Linked DNA regions of Gossypium hirsutum: region 1 is linked to region 2. Evidence: chromatin contacts called from public Hi-C data. All regions are on one chromosome and are shown on one strand. The core of a region is the stretch at or near the end of the contact, and the rest is flanking DNA. Distances in the headings are between cores, read along the strand shown. Region 1 has its middle 21 kb from the start of LOC107904066. Region 2 holds the start of LOC107904064 (homeobox-leucine zipper protein ATHB-13).

What was found. A called contact is a pair of places that touch in the nucleus more often than the background predicts.
Region 1: a contact with region 2 is called in a Hi-C map of fibers, with 2.9 times the contacts expected there. The contact joins the enhancer-like site here to the promoter of LOC107904064 in region 2. A contact is called at or near these places in 4 of 34 Hi-C or Micro-C datasets (callus, fibers, leaf and 1 more).

What each region holds. Positions count from the first base shown.
Region 1 is chrD05:35,237,408-35,240,107 of Gossypium_hirsutum_v2.1, forward strand. No RefSeq gene overlaps it. Among protein-coding and RNA genes, the nearest start is that of LOC107904066, 21 kb to the right of the region's middle. Within about 2 kb of position 1,309, at least 3 of the 9 cell types and tissues checked have an H3K27ac peak or open chromatin away from gene starts, as enhancers often do. A contact at or near this core is called in fibers, where this site is marked.
Region 2 is chrD05:35,202,864-35,205,563 of Gossypium_hirsutum_v2.1, forward strand. LOC107904064 (homeobox-leucine zipper protein ATHB-13) reads right to left here and starts at 1,271. Exons shown (of 4, transcript XM_016830333.2): 1 at 1,112-1,271; 2 at 733-907; 3 at 262-644; 4 at 1-185. The coding sequence starts at 871.

The DNA of each region.
Region 1 (2,700 bases), core at 59-2,558, 35 kb after region 2:
CTAATTTAACTAAAGTAACTTAGCCCACCATAGACAGTAAGCTTGCTTCCTAACCATTCAAAGTAGATTTGATTTTTTTCAACAACAAAATGATAAATATCCTTAATTACTCACTTGTTGAAAATTGGTATCCCAAGATAATTTATGAGATTATTTGTTCTTTGAAAGCCCAATTTAAAACTGGTAATGTATGCCTTCACCTCAACGATATTCTTAGAGAAAAAATTTGGGTTTTCCCAACATTAATTTTATTTCCGAATAGTATTTGAAAAAATTATGAGTTTCTAAGATGTAACTTAGCTTACTCTATATTTTCTTCATAGAAAAAAAAATAAATCATTTGCAAATAAGTGTGAGATGTGTAGGCCATTACGAGATAGGTAGAGTGGATGCCAACAATTCCTTGAAACTATAGATTGGATGCTTTGGCCTAATCTTTTCATACTCTAAATGAAAATGTAAGGCCAAAGAAGATCACATTGTCTAATTCCTCCCTGAATAGTGGTGTTTTATAACATTAAATTCTATGCACTATTAATGAACCAAATGACGATGGATCAATAAAAATGAAGTTAATTAAATTTAGTTTAATTTTTTTTTTGTTTATTTGCCATTATCTAGTTTATTGAAACTTAATAAAATTTATATAGCATATATCGTATCTCATATTTTTTAATATTCCTAGTTAATGTGAAGTGGGTTATTTTGATGACGATGACGACGTTGTTCTTTTATTTTTGTATTTTTATATTCGTTTTATAACCATGTATGTGGTTGATGATTATTCTTCTTAGTAATGTTGTCTTAGAAGTTTAAATTTACCGTTACTTATAAAAAGTATTATTTCTTACCATTACACCAACACTTGTTCCTAGTAGCATTGCTTACTACTTGTATTAAGCAAATAAGATAGATGCAAAGAGTGGGGTGAAAAATGTTTAGGGTTTCTTAGAGAAAGAAAGTTTGTGATGAATGTCATATTTTAAATGGTTACATAAAAGAAAAAAGAGAACTGAGTTGGATGCATCTTAGTTAGGGTTTAAACTAAAGGAAGAGAGAGAGAAGAGGTAGGAATCTAAGGGGATGGGTCCAAGACCAAGGGGGGGCCGGGGGTCAGGGGTTTGCTACCTAACCCACCAACACCTATCGTGCATTAGGACCAAACCCTCTTTCCCATCCATTATCCTTTCCTCAGTTTCAGTCCTTTCCTTTCATCTCTGCAACTGTAAATGGCTCTGTGTTTGAAATTGAAAGATAAAAGAGAGAGAAAGAGAAGAATAGGGTTTTTGAAAAGCCAATGCAAGGAACCCTGCAACCGCTGCAGGTCCTTTTTTGTCTTTGAGTTGAGCCCCATCTCCCCCTCTCTATATATCTCAAGACACTCCATTTAACGTCCACACTCCACCATTGCACTTAATCATTTGGCATTAGAGAAACAAAATCTTCTCATAAATCCAAGCTAAAGCAAGATTCTGCAATGATCAACATGAAATCCTAGCTTCCTAACTTAACATACTTATACGGGTTTATTTATTTGATTAGACATAGATGCTTCCACTCCATTATCATTTCCTTTAGGGTGCTGGGGTCTTTGTTTTGGCAAACAGCTCTTTTTAAGCAGACAATTTCCTTTTATCCTCATCAACTTTCATATGTACTGATCATCAATAGTAGTATATGTTTCCATAAGCCACCTAAGAAATGTCAAATATGTTGCTTTCACAAGCTTGTCCCCCACGTAATAAATCTCATACTATTGACTATGTTTGAAGATACTGTTAAGGGGTGATAGTAATAGTTTAGCTTTCATTGGCTTACTTCTCTTTTTTATTTATTTGTTAATATATAGTTTATCCTGAATTTGTTCAAAATTATTTAATTGGTACTTAAACTTTTTTTACCTAATTTATACCTAAATTTGTATTTTATCACATTGTTCTAATTTGTTGACAACGTTGATATTTTAAGGGGTAACATGTAGTTTGTCCCTTAAATTGTCCAAAAGTACTTAGCTAGTACTTGACCGTGTCTAAAAAAATTATTCTTTTTTTAAATTAATTTATATTTTTTAATTTTTTAAATTTATATCATTCATGTGTCTTGCTGAGAGGCTGTTACATGTCACTATATGATTGGTCATCAGTTCCACATCATTACAAACTAACGATGTTAGTGTAGTGGTACCAACTTGGATTGCTAAATACAAGTTCAGATATTAACTAAGTAAAAGAATAATTCAAATACCAACTAAGTACTTTTAAATAAGTTTAAAAGACAAACTACGCATTAACCCTTATATTTTGTATTATTCCTTCGCTTAGCTTCTGTTTTTGGATCCTAACCCTAGTCCTACCACGATCATGAACTATTTACCTCTACTAACAAACCCAAATGCAAACATGAGTGCTCTTTGTTTGCTTTGCTATGATCAAATATTCATTGAATCTGTAACTTTGAACCAGCAAAACTTTTAGAATATTGTTTGCATTAGATGATGAAATTACATATGACCTTGACTAATGAACTAATGATTAATAAGAAAAAGAGAGAAACCTTTATGTTATGTTACTCAAAACATTGTACTTAAGATAGAGAGACATATTTGAAGAATTTAACATGTGATTAATTATGCAAGTACTTAAAAAAAACATATAAATATAGGGGTGGGGGGATCCCTGTTTCAGATAACCATTTGTTGCC
Region 2 (2,700 bases), core at 21-2,520:
GCTTGGAACAGTCCTGTTGGAAATAGGGTTTTTGCTGGTCTGCTAATCGTAGCCGGCGGCTGCGGCGGCCTGTCGTTATCCAGCTTCACAGCCGAGCTGTTTTCACTTCGGTTGCTGCTACAACCTTCTGTTTCTTTATTCAGATTGATGCATTCACTAGCTTCTCTGCCTTTCAGTGCCATTATCTACTTCCACACACCCACAACATGAATTAGCTCGTAAACAACTAAACATATATATATATTTATACTGTGGGTTTACCTCTGCTTGAAGCTTTTTGTTGTGAGCTTGAAGTGCATCATTTTCTGCTTTGATGAGCTCGTACTGTCTCTTGAGGAGATCATAGTCTTTCTCAAGTTGCTTGGTTTTCCATCTAGCTCGTCTGTTTTGAAACCAAATAGCAATCTGTCTTGGTTGCAGTCCAAGAGCTCGAGCCAGCTGCATTTTTCGCTCGGGTTCCAGCTTGTTGCCTAACTCAAAGTTCTTCTCTAGTGTCTTTACCTGTTCCATGTTAAGCCTCCTCTTCTTTTCACCTGCCTGTGACCCATCGTCCGATATATCATCCTCTCCATTTGCTTCTTCACACACATGATCTATACCTGAATATGAAGACATTGATCTCTTCCCCAGAAATGATGCAACACCTGTCGCTCCAAAACATAAATCAAATTGAATTCCAGCATAGACTTAGAGCAGATGAAAGCATAAAGATATATATGTGAGACTAAGTACCATGAAACTCCTGGGGCGCCGTGCAAGAAGGGAGGATTTGATTGATAGAATTAGTGGAGCGTTGATGATCTTCGTGATCATGATGAGGCGTTTGGAGCATGAAATTTGCTGGGAAGAAAGCCATTCCATTGCAAGACATGGAGCAGATGGCAGACAGGTCTTGTTTTAAATAAGCCTGCAAGAATATTAAAGAAAAACTCTATTTTCACCAACTCATGATTGTTGCAGATCCTCGGAGTGGACACAGAGTTTAATGCAAGAAAAGCAAAAGAGAGATTCGATATATATTTACATATATCAGACTAAAAGGAAAACTAGAATTTCTTGAATTGGAATGAAGGTGATGCAGAGATTTGTAGAAAATTGATAGCTTATATACCTTATCAAACTGCAACCTCTAGCTTTTTAGGAAGAAACTGTTGTTTCTTTTATATTATTTCTATTGAGAGAAAGAGATGTATATGAACGATGATGACTCTATTCTTCCATTCATTTAGTCTCTTTATACGAGGATGGATTTATTTCATTAGAAAACAGGGATTTTTAATTTTATCTTATTTTACTTTTTCTTTTTTTTATAAATAAGGCATTGGAGAGGGAAAAGCGGTGTATTTTTTTTTTTTGGTTATAAAAAGTCTTTTAACAATAAAAAGAAAATTCATGATTATTTGATTAAATAATTTGTTGACGCACACAACCCATTTGCATGTTGGGGACAAAAGTGAGACAAGAAAAAGAAAAGAAAAAACGAAGAAAAGGCTTAGCTGCTAACTAAATTAAGCCTGGTGTGGTGACTCTGAAAACAATTTCATGGAGTGCTTCCAATCCAAGTCCAATAATATGAGGGTCATTTTCGGTTGGAAATACCTTTTTATATATCACTTACATAATTCTCTTTATTAATCAACTATTAAATTTATAAGTTCAATGTAGTGCAAACTCATAAATTTCTCAATTTTTTTTTTTACTTCTTGGAAGTAAATTAATCTTTTCACTGCCGGTTATTTCCTTAAATTTCCCAGTAACAGTTGGTTCCCTTAATCATCTTAACTTAGCTTGATAGCTATAAATAATTTACTTTTTCTATAAATGTTACTCCCTTATTCTTTTTTTAATGAAAAAGAATTACATGACACAACCTTTTTTTTTATGATGAAAAAGAAATTATAAGACACAACCTACATAGGTAAATTCAATTCCCTAAAAATGTGCAGGCTTTGACTTCCCAAGTGAGTCAACCAGGCCAACCTATCGGCTTCCTGATTCTCTTCTCTAAGTATGTAACAAATATTCCAATGGCGAATTTGATACAATAGTTGAAGAATCCTTCTGATCAGAGCTGAATTGGACCCTCCTATAAGACTTTCCTAGATGACCGTAAGCACCTCCAAGCTGCCTGTCTGGATCAACACATTATCAAAACCTCGGTCAAGTAAGATGTCTAATCCATCCAATATGCCTCACAATTCAACCTCGAACATTGAGTAGCTGCCCAAGAACCTATTAAAGCCAGTGATCCACTCCCCATTTCGGTTTCTCACAACTCCCTCTGCTGCCGCAGAACCATCCTCATGTCTAACGGATCCAACTGTATTTCCCACTCCCAATCAAATTAGAGCAAAGGATCGGTTTCCAAATATATTTCTCAATTGGCCTCTTGTCAGACAGCAAAAATTGCTTGGCCCAACTACGAGACCTTAATAGTATTATTGCTGTTCCAAGTCGTACCCTGAAAGATGAAAAGATTATGATTATTCCAAATACACTAGATAATAATCCTAAAAATTCACTTCCATTCAACCTTCCCAAAGCAAATGTCATAATGATTCTACAAATTTGAAATGAACCATTCCTGTAGATTACCAGAGTAAAACCTGCGAAGTTTATTAGTAGGAATAATAATGTCCTAGACTTTCCTTGCTTCAGTGCAATCCCTAATGACATACAACACATCTTCTGAAGTATGGC